Linked DNA regions of Mus musculus: all the other regions are linked to region 3. A link is a contact called in public Hi-C and HiChIP or PLAC-seq data. All regions are on one chromosome and are shown on one strand. The core of a region is the stretch at or near the end of the contact, and the rest is flanking DNA. Distances in the headings are between cores, read along the strand shown.

Evidence for each region. A called contact is a pair of places that touch in the nucleus more often than the background predicts. HiChIP or PLAC-seq counts read pairs in DNA pulled down with a chosen protein or histone mark.
Region 1: a contact with region 3 is called in a Hi-C map of uterus, with 5 times the contacts expected there. The contact joins two enhancer-like sites. A contact is called at or near these places in 1 of 39 promoter capture datasets (hippocampal neurons), 2 of 15 datasets of contacts at CTCF or cohesin (large pre-B cells and pro-B cells), 14 of 484 Hi-C or Micro-C datasets (the AtT-20 cell line, CD4 T cells, LSK cells and 8 more) and 4 of 115 datasets of contacts at active chromatin or transcription factors (SST interneurons, embryonic basal ganglia, fibro-adipogenic progenitors and 1 more).
Region 2: an H3K27ac HiChIP or PLAC-seq map of stem cell-derived neural progenitor cells shows a contact between it and region 3, with 4 times the contacts expected there. The contact joins two enhancer-like sites. A contact is called at or near these places in 5 of 39 promoter capture datasets (the 3T3-L1 cell line, cranial neural crest, embryonic stem cells and 2 more), 1 of 484 Hi-C or Micro-C datasets (embryonic stem cells) and 6 of 115 datasets of contacts at active chromatin or transcription factors (the NIH/3T3 cell line, acute myeloid leukemia, embryonic stem cells and 3 more).

The regions. Positions count from the first base shown.
Region 1 is chr1:159,900,074-159,903,667 of GRCm38.p6, reverse strand. The region is part of intron 18 of Tnr (tenascin R); the gene reads right to left. Among named protein-coding and RNA genes, the nearest start is that of Gm31348, 120 kb to the right of the region's middle. Within about 2 kb of position 2,082, at least 20 of the 459 cell types and tissues checked have an H3K27ac peak or open chromatin away from gene starts, as enhancers often do. A contact at or near this core is called in uterus, where this site is marked.
Region 2 is chr1:159,739,232-159,742,927 of GRCm38.p6, reverse strand. All of the region lies in intron 2 of Tnr (tenascin R), which reads right to left. Among named protein-coding and RNA genes, the nearest start is that of Gm31348, 43 kb to the left of the region's middle. Within about 2 kb of position 1,502, at least 18 of the 459 cell types and tissues checked have an H3K27ac peak or open chromatin away from gene starts, as enhancers often do. A contact at or near this core is called in neural progenitor cells, oligodendrocyte precursor cells and stem cell-derived neural progenitor cells, where this site is marked.
Region 3 is chr1:159,391,992-159,395,388 of GRCm38.p6, reverse strand. No RefSeq gene overlaps it. Among named protein-coding and RNA genes, the nearest start is that of Mir1843b, 53 kb to the right of the region's middle. Within about 2 kb of position 2,113, at least 115 of the 459 cell types and tissues checked have an H3K27ac peak or open chromatin away from gene starts, as enhancers often do. A contact at or near this core is called in neural progenitor cells, oligodendrocyte precursor cells, stem cell-derived neural progenitor cells and 1 more, where this site is marked.

The DNA of each region.
Region 1 (3,594 bases), core at 833-3,332, 510 kb before region 3:
CCTGAGGTCCTCCTCCTCTGCCCGCCTAGTGATGACATACAGCTCCTACCTCCCACCAATGGCATGGGTGCTCAGGATTAGAACTTGGGTTCTAATAAGTGCACAGCAGGCAATACTTTTACTACCTCTACCTCCCCAGCTCCATATTTACGTAAAATATTAATAGAAACAATAGATAATTACAATTAGGGAGAAAGTCAGCAGGATTTCTGGATACTGGATCAATATGTAAAATCAATAGTATTTTTCTGCATCAGCAATAATCAACTAGAAAATATTTTTCTAATTAGATACAAGTCACAAACCAATAAAAAATAATAAAGCTTCCAGAAATCAGCCAAGAGCACAGGAATGCTGTGGGGAAAATTTAACATTGTGAGGAACATAAAGATTATGTAGATAAATAAAGATCCAGTCTATGCGTTTTAGAAGGGATAACTTGCTATCATATGGCTGTCAGTTCTTCTCAAATTAACTTACAAGTAAGTACATTTCAATTCTACTGTAAATTTCACTTGGAGGACTTCATACCTAAGTGGGATAATGCACATGACATGACACCCACGGAAAATTAAGTGCCATCAAATAGCTAAGTGAACCTCGAGAATGGGAGCCAAGGAAGCTTGCCTTACCATGTGTCAACGTGTTAAGATTAACTCTAGATATAAACACAAAATTTTTAGGCTTTGATTTTTAAAAAAACACAGATGAACAGAGCATGGCATAAAATAGATAATTCAGAGTTCAGAGGCAGATTATATGCATGTGTGAATGTAATATACAGGAAAGCATTCAAATCAATGAACTTACTTAGTGGATGATGCTGGTAAAACTGGCTCACTCTATAAAGAAAAATGAAACCGTATCCCAGGTGAATGCCACATATGAAATGAACAAAGCATGACAATAGATCACAAAGAGGACAGAAGAATATTGAAGAAAATCTTTGGAGCTATTGGTAAGAAAAGCCTTTGTACTAAGGATGTTAGAGGTTCAAGTAATGCTGGATAATACTGTGGGGAACCCTGATGGGAAAATAAGCAAATGATACGAACAGGTAATTTACCACCAAAGGAAATCAAATGTCTGACAAACGGGGAGAGAGGTTTAAATTCAAACGTACTGTTAACATGATTCATCAAAAGTAACGAGACATCGACTATACTTATCAGACTGCTAAAAATTTCAATGCTGGACCAGGCTGGACTGTGTCAAGTTGTTAGGAATGGTGTGTCCAGAAAACAAGAGCATCCCTGTGTGTCCAACCTGTAAGTACTTAAAACTGTACAAGCACATACCACACATTTCAATTCCTCTTTGGGTATACAACCTTCGCACACCTCACTGGTTCACAGATGAATACTCTGAAGGCACATAGTGCAAGCACTGTGTGGGACTGTGAAAGGCTGCAGACAATCTGAGAGAGTGGAGAGCCAAAGGTGACGGATGGGCACACGTCAAGTAATATTTCACAGTAATTTGAAGTGAAGGACACATGAATGTAAAAGTGCCCAAACAGAAAATAATGTCCGATGAGTTATATAATCCAAAACACGTTAGACACATTTAGATCATTGGTAATCACAAACAGTTCTATAAGAGTATGCTTTGCAAAGGCAGGAACAAGAGGCTTCCAGATGGACATGTTTGGATGGTTGTATGTCAAAGACAGAAAAAGGGCCAGGGCAAAAGGAAATAACTGAGGGAATATGGAGAGGGACCTTGGAGGCTGATACTGAGAACACACAATAAAGGCGGGGGGGGGGGGGGGCTGTTTCACTAATCCAAACCTTTGATCTGACATTTAGATGTTAATTTGCTTGGCTTGGGATGGGATATTCGTATGGTATGATTAGTATACTACTTTCTTCTCCGTAGCCAGGCCTTAGAAAAGGCGAAGGCAGACCTTCCTCTGTGTGTCTGGGACTGTGTGTGTCTGTCTGTGTGTGTGTGTGTGTGTGTGTGTGTGTGTGTGTGTGTGTGTGTGTGTGTGTGTGTGCTCGCGCTCCTGCATGCATGTGTGCACACTTCTCTCTCTGTCTCTGCCTCTGTCTCCTGCCAGGCATCTTTTGTTCTTTTGTTTCTCAGGGAAATAAAACATCCAACTGTGTGTAAGTGGCAGAGCAGTGGGACCCCCCAGCTGCTGCCTGGGTAGAGGCACTTGTGATGCCCAGATGTACAGATTAGCAGGCTTCCTTTTCCAACAGAAATCCTGGTAACCATGACTTTTTTTTAAAGTCTACTACCCACTGCTTTGGAGCCTAGAATTTGCCAATTTCCATTCATTTTTTACAACCTAAAAAAAAAAAGTGTTTTATGTCAGAGAAGACCCAAAAATTACTTCATGGAACAGCCTGACCTGGAAGGAAGATAGCAGGGGGCAAAGGCAATAAAACAAGAATAAAAATACAAAAGCAAAATAAACAAAACCACAACCTCACCTCATTACTCATCTCTAGCTACCTCTTCACTTAACCTCAAGGTCAAGACAACCCTTTTATAGTGTTTACTGACTCTGCGGATGAGCTTCAGTGTGAGTCTTGTTTGCCTTTTATAGTATTAAAAGAGACAATGAAACCTGCCTCTCCGAAGATCATTTCGCCAAGTCCCCGTGGCTCTGCAGGGAATATTTGTTTCCTCATTTAAATTCATGTCTCTAAAAGACAAGTAGACCTTGGATGAAATTTCAGGAGGCAGCAAATTATAAATAATGTATCTATATTTTTTTCTCTCCCATACCACTTGTACATAATTCCCCCTGGAGTCTTGTGCAAACACCAGAGACAAGAGGACAGGAAGCTATTAACATGATGGAAAGATTGGAATGGGCTCGGATCATGTGGTATGAACATAAGAAAAGGCATCTTGATCAGGGGAGGTTTCTAGGCCAGCTAGGCCTTTTCTATCACGATGCTGGGGAGGAACTGGGAGGATCAGAAGAAAGGGAAACCGTAATCAGGATATATTGTGTGAGAAAAAATAATCTATTTTCAATAAATAGAAAAAAGAAAAATATTATTATTAATTATTGACATCTCATCTCTTTCCCAGACCATTATACAAGCATCTGCTCAAGTGAGTCCTGTCCCAGGACAGGGTGAGTGTTTGTCAGTCACAGAGGCCACTTTGAAGGCAACCTTTAAACTCTGTTGTCTATCAGAAAAGGCACCAAAACCTCTCACAGGATCAGCACATCCTCAGAATAAGATGCAGGTGAGTAGAAAATGCAGAGACTGCCAAGTAAGTTGGAAAGGATGCGAGCAGCCAAAAGGAAATTAGCCTCTAACTCCTTCAGCCTTGGTGTACTGTCATGGAACTTTCAGTGTTCCCCAGTCTTCCTCGGCAGGATAAACTCACACCTGTGGGGTCCAGACAGGCAGCCTTTCGATCTTGGATCAGGTGAAGAAATTCTGCTTTTCACTTTGTCTGCTTTCCCTTTTCTGTAACACTCCTAACCCCACTATTTGGGAGCAAACAACCTTGTATTTTATTCTTTCGTTAACTTTCCTCTTGGCAGAGGCAGAAAGGGTAGAGGGGCTGGGACAGGAAGTAGACACTGCAGCCCAGTGTGATGTACCCAGAAAGATTTGTACT
Region 2 (3,696 bases), core at 253-2,752, 350 kb before region 3:
GTGGCTCCTGGCACTCAGTGCGCATTGTGATTCTGTCTGTTCGGGCGATGTTGTTCTCAATGTTTGTACATGGCTCTATGTTTAGCCAATGTGATCATGTGTTCCCTCCCTTCAGCCGCTTCCCTTTCCCAGAGAGATGCAAACTGTGTGGCTTACAGAACATATTTTTAAAAATTATTTCCCTGAAACCTGGAGAGCTGTGAAGTTAGGCATTCCGGGATAATAAAAGTAGTGGGGAAAATAAAAATTTTTTATCAGCTTGTTTACACAATTATGTAAATGATGAGCACTTATACATGGCTGATTCCTCAATTATTCATGGTTTGAAGCTCTTGAAAATTCAATTCAACTAAATAACCTTTCTCTCAGTGCTCACGGTGAGCAAGGTACTGTAATTTGCAAAGGGGGAGAGAGCGATACAATTTGATCAGAAACATTACAGAAATGAACAATAAGTGCAGTACACATCGAGTAAGCTCGATAAGAATAGCACAACACATGCTCTGGGGTTTTAGGGCAGAAGAGACATCATCTATCCCAGTGTAGTTGTGGAGGATGGAGAAGGCGAGTCTGGAGCTCTCATCCATGTACAAAGCTGTGTTGGGTTCAGGTCCCAACCATCCTGTCTGAACTGTTAGATCAGCTTCCTTTTTCATGTCCTCTCACATTGCTGCTCCACAGTGATCTTTCTAAAAAGGCAATTTGATTGTGCTATGCCTTAGCTCTAAATTCTCTCTTTCCCCTACTCTCGACAAGGAGTTAAAGTTTCTAATGTGTCACATAGAATGTGCACCCTCAGTATGCCTTGCTTCCCTGGTGGGCACAGTGCCCACTAAACTTCACATTACCTGGGCCCCAGTGACCTCATTTCCTTTTCCCATGCCGTTCATTCCACGCAGACAGATCCACTCTTTTGTTCTTTTCCCCTCATGTGTCCCCTCCTGTCCAACTTGCTTGGCTCCTATCCAGAAGGCACAGCTGTTGATTCTCAGTGCACCTCTCCATTGTATTCAGCACCACCTCTCCATTTATCCCAGTACTGGGTCATTTGGGGCAGAGACTAGGCATCCTTGATATCCTGATAAATCTACCCTGCATGGGATCCAAATGCACAGTGGTCATGGCACATGCTACTTACTAAATGTATTTCTGCCAAGTCACAATGCTTTCACTGTGTGGGTGAGTAGGCCACCTCTTTTTGTCCACACGGTTAAAGACCGAGTAATGTGCTATGTAAATGTAGAACCTTCTTCCACAGAGCTTAGATTAAGAGAAGGCAACAGAGGTTCAGTGGAGCAAGAGAAAGCTGCTTCTATTTGTTTAAATGGAAACAAGTCTTCTCTAAACAGAGAGAGAAAGGCTTACAGAGAATAAAATATAAATAAGAAAAGAGACATTGGATCAGACTTTGGGGGAGAAGAATAAAGCAGGAACTGGGGGGGGGGAGTGAACCTTGGCAAGGGTTGGAGTAGAGGATGGAGTGAAACAAGTCTTTGTATACAGCCCAAGGTTTGGCAGGGGAAGAGGGCTGGCCAGCAAACTCATGTACCTAACAGCACTGAGTTTTCACAGCCATAGACGTTGAAAGAAAACCACAAATACAACACTAGCAACACACTGTAATGAGAAGTGACCTTCCAGGCAATGTGCTTGCCATGAAAGTGCATCACAATTGGATGGGTGATTAACTTCTCAGGGGTGCAGGGCTGAACTCAGGGGCTGAGGCCCCTGACATTTCTTTTGTAGTCCTCCACATCAAACAGTCTTTGAGCCCATACTGACTGGAGTTTGAGATAGAATCAAACATGATCCTGGGGGCTGACCTCTACTGAGCTGCTGCAATCCCCACAGCTAAAGCAAGCTATGCCTACTCAGCTGAGATATTTGGTTCTGGCCATGGTTTAAAGCACTAGAAACCACCCAATAATCTGGGAGTGAAGGCTGGGCTAAACTGGGAACTTGTGGGGCCACAGTGGAAGGACAGGTTTGTCCACCCTACTACCCAGGCCTCAGCGTCCTCCTCTTTGCTGTCTCCTGAGGCTCCTTGGTTCTGCTCAGGGAAACACCTCAGCAGGAGACTCCTGACCCCAGTGCAAGGGTGAACTCAGTTTACTTTCCTTTGAAAAGATGAAAGCTGTGCTGTAGACTGCACTTGTGCATTTCCAAGGAAGCTTAGACCATCCATATCCAAAGGAGAAAGCTTGAGTTAGGAGTTTCACTATGTTCTGGGGATGCAAAATCTGGTGTGAGAAGAGACAAAAGGGAAGATATGCCCACCTGTTTGGTTTGTTTGCAATATGTTTACCTCAATTTCCGGGGGGGGGTTCCTTTTATGTTCACTTTCAACTTTCTTTGCTTTTCCCATTCTGTTTTTACCTCTCCCACCCCCCCAAAAATTACAGAAGAGTATTAAATTAAATTGGAATGTTCTATCTATTTATTTGATCAACACATCTGTTTTTCCTAAAAATGAATCAACCTATGATTTACATATTCAGGCAACAGAAATGCATTATCTTATCATTTTCTGTTGTATCCACCCAAACTCTGCTATTACTGACGTTAATGTTGAACTAAATGACTTAAAGTAGTAGTTGCTCAACAAAGGTTGTTTCCTGAACTTAAAGTTCCCAGAAAGTATGGGGAGGACACTGAGAGGATTTCCTGTAGGCTCTTGAAATGAAAATATACAACTCTTTGGGCTCCTCATCACCAACCTAACTTTCCTTGAAAATATAGGATCAACAAGACCATTGACATAGAATACTAGCCTTTTAGAGATGAAAGGGCCCCAAAAGATACAAACGAACCCACTTGTAGGCTTCAGGGCATCAGGGGAGAAGGCAAAATGCTTCAGAACCTGCCTGTAGTCCAGAGCAGCCACGAAGCTGGGAGCTCAGTGCCCCAAATATCACATTTGTCTCAATTTGGCAAGAAGCTGAAAGCCTATCTGGGGCCATTTAAGTTCTAATGTTATTAAGGGCTCATCTAATCAGCTCTTAAAATAAGCTGCTCACAAATGCATGGGGACCGAGGGTAAGAGAGAAGCAAGTTGATCCAGGCAGTTTGACCCAGCCCGGTGAGCTTACCTTGGTCTAAATTGCTAAAGAGCCACGGGGTCACCTGGCTTCCTTCCTGTTTGGTAACTTCTGCAAGTCAAAGTCTATGCCAAGCAGCATTTGCAAAAGAGATTTATAAGTGTGTGGGAGAGAGAGTTAATCTACATAAGCCATGTTCTCTGGAGAGGCCCACCGTGCACATGTGACAAGGCTTGGCAGGGAAAGATGAGCTGGTTTCTATGCCTGGGGGTGGCTTTCAGATATAACTGCCAGAAAATGGTGATTCTGAGAATTACCTCTGAATCAATTTCTGCAGAGTTCTAAGATGTTCTAGCCTCAGGGGACCCAGCAGAACTACCATCCCTGTCCTGGGCCCCTGTTATCTGCCTTTCGAAATCTTCTCCATTCCATCTTGATTTGGCTTTCCTTAGGAACAGGAGCTTTAACCAGCCCTAGACTGAGATGGATCATAACCCTGGTGTGGATATTGTGCTCGTGAAGTCTGGCTTTATCCTCTGGGTCCTCTTTAAATAGCAGGCTTATATCAAGTCTAGATGCTTCAGCCTCTGCATCATTTTCGAAGGCTACGACTGAGAGGCCAGGGGACTAGACACTGGAATGATGATGCCATTTCCAA
Region 3 (3,397 bases), core at 864-3,363:
AGTTTGTAGTATATAGGAAAAAATTATAACAGCTCATAGTAAGTTTAATAATATGTTTTGTTTAATCTAACATATCCTAAATTCATCTTAAACTTATAGTTAGAACAAAAGAAAATTACTAAGGAGACACTCTGTCCCTTTTGTTTGTGCTGGGTCATCTGGATCCTGTGTGCGTGTTGTACTTACAACAGCACTCAGTGAGAAATCCACACAGTGCTCAGTTGCCACAATGTTTGTGTGTGTTGGGGGTGGGGTGGGGTAATTGTACCCTACTGGAAGCAAAAGAGGCACAAAAGAGGCAAAGCTCACCTAGCCTGCTTGGTTCTTCTTCAGAGCCCCAGGTCCTGGACTCTTCTTTTTCCCTTGGGGGTGGGGGGAGGGGTTAGGATATGTATGGAGGTCACAGCCAAACTTGTGAGAGTGGGTTTTTTCCTTCTACCATTTGGGCTCTGGGAACTGAACTCAGGATTGTTCACAAATGCCCTTACCTTCAAAGCCATCTCTTCAGCTCCTAGGTCTATATTCTTGAGCATACTTCTTGCCCATGTCCTCAATCAAAAGACGAGACAGCTCCCATCTACTTTTTCTCTCCCTAAGTCTCTCTTTGCCCTTTTTCTTTTAAGTCAGGCTATCCTGTAACCCAGGATGACTTCAAACTCACTTTATAGCCAAGGTTGATTTTGAACTTCCGATCCTGCTGTCTCAACCTCCCAAGTGCTGGGACTACAGGTCTCTGTTGCCATAACTTCTTTATGTGGTGCTTGAAAGCAAACCCCAGGTTTCATGTGCTGAGCAATCTCTGTACAAGATGAGCTGCATTTCTGTACCACCCTCATCACTCCCCTTTCTCTTCCAGAGACCTGCTCTGCTCCCGGTGAGTCTGATGTGTGACATCAGTCTCTGGGTGCTTATGTGGCCAGATTGCTGCATGTAGGGAGACTAGAACAGACATATGCAGCCCCTGAGAGTGACACTGGAGGAGTGGGAAAGTGGGTCTCAGCCTACCTAGGTCTCAGGCCAGAAAAGACCATCTTCTTGCTTGGACATACCCACCTTTATTATATTAAAACACTGAAAATCCTTCCTGGGCTCAACTTGTGAAATTGGCCCCCTCTTGTCCTTGGCTTTAAGGAGGTGTCTGGGATCCAGAACAGAATGCAGTTGGAGAAAGCACTCCCTAGCCATTCTGCCTTCAGTGTTCTTTCTGCTGACTTGTGTGGCCTTCCTCGGGTCTATCCCTGACCTTGAAGGTCAAGTTCATCTCAAGCAAACACTCTGATATTAAGCACAGAGAAGCCAGGGACATCTCAGGCCTGGAGTTTTCTGCAAGCCATTTGGTGCCACTCCCTGCTCAGACTTCCTCTCCCTAACCCTCCTTTTAGACATCCCCTCAGCCATGCTTGGACAGCCCACAGGCATGAAACTCAGTCCCTTACTTGGCTGTCCCTTTGTCCTCCAAAATATCTCCCTCCTATCCTCCCTGCTCCTCTCTCCTAAATCCCATCTACAAATAGAAAATAATTAATAATAATAATAATAATAATTCTGTGAGAGCAAATACAAATAGTTGGGAGCTATTTGACATGCTGGCTTCAAGACCCTTCTAACAACACCATAAGATAGACACCCCTTCCCCATGTTAGAGGGATGTAAATGAAACTGAAAGCAGTGGAATTATTTGTCCAAGTTTACAGTTCATAAGTACAGAGCCAAGGCCTGCCCGTGTAACTTCAGAGATGCCTGTATCCTATTAAGCAACTTAGGGAAAGTAAAATGAATGGTCCATGCCCACAGGAAATGAAATCTAGGCAAGGAGACAGTGCAGCTGCATGGAAAATTCCTAAGACGGTTTCTATCCAGAAATGTTTTATAACTAGGGAATCTGGAAGAAGAAGAAGAAGGCAGTGTGCATGCGTGGGAGGGGCTGCCTAGCTGCCTCAATAGCTGTGGCAGGCTCCAGGCTCCTGCATCCTGCTCTCCCTGCCTGCTGAGTTAGTGCCCCTGCCCACTTCCTGGCCCCTCCAGTGTGAGTCTCACACAGCTCCTCCAGCCTGATTGACTGCAGCAGAGAGACAACAACCCCTTAACCCCACCCCACCCCCAGCTAGCTTAGCGAGGCAGCATATGCTGCTGTGGAAAGTTGAACAATTGCACTTCTAAATAACAGCTCAACATGGAATAGAAGGGATGTTGCAAGGCAGGAGATGATTAATTGCCAAATGAATCATTGAAATTGTAATTTCAGTGGAATGCATGATTGCTGCAGGCCGGAATTGTAAGGAGAGACCAGGAGGAGACTGAATGGCCCGGCCAGGCAGAGAGGGCTGTTCAGCTGAGGGTCAGGGGTCAGAGAGGTACTCCTGAAAGGTTGTCTGAGACCACAGCATAGAGGCAAGCTTTCACTGTAGTGTCAAGAGCCCCTTGGAGCGAGGACTGCAGACCTGCTTGCCACGGGGATCTCCCCATGATGACCCATCGCACCTGGCCTCCCACCTGCTCTCTGGCTCTGTGGGATGCTGGCTCGCATCCTCCGGCCTCCTCTGACCTACTAGCCTCCTTTGTGCATCAGCTGCTCACGCTACACAGTAGGTAAGAGGCAGATCTCTCATCTATCCCTCGAGTGGAAGGGCATGCTGCTGAGCTGGAATAAGAAATGAAAATTCAGCATGTTCTGTTATGTTGGGGTTCGTTTTTCACAAGAGCTCCAACACCCCTGAGCCAGGTCCCGTTGCCTGAAATGTAGGACAGTGTCATAAGCAGAGGCTACCACTGCAATCTCAGCCTTCCTCCTTACTGGGTGTTGAAATTGTGTGGTCTTCCTTAATTTTCCTAACCTTCCTGAGCCTTAGTTTCCTTATGTGGGAATGTGTGATGTGGAATTGTACTCGAACAGCTCCTGCCTAGGGCAGGCTCCTGGTAACCCAGATCCATAAAGGTGGAGGCTATTGGGCTGGGGAGATAGTTCAGTTAGTAAAGTGCTTGCCATACAAGTCTGAGATTCAATCACTACCACCCATATAAAAATGTGATGTGCAGGGGCACACCTGTCATCCCAGCCTGATGTGGTGGGGCACACCTGTCATCCCAGCCTGATGTGGAGGGGCACACCTGTCATCCCAGCCTGATGTAGTAGGGACACACCTGTCATCCCAGTTCTGGAGATGCAGAGGTAGGAGGATCTTGGGGCTTGCTGGCCAGTCAGTCAAACTGATGTGATGAATTCCAGGTTCAGCGAGAGACCCTATCTCAAAAACTAATATGGGGAGTTATAGAGGAAGACACCTATTCTTAACCACACACACACACACACACACACACACACACACACACACACACACACACACACACACACACACAGAGAGAGAGAGAGAGAGAGAGAGAGAGAGAGAGAGAGAGA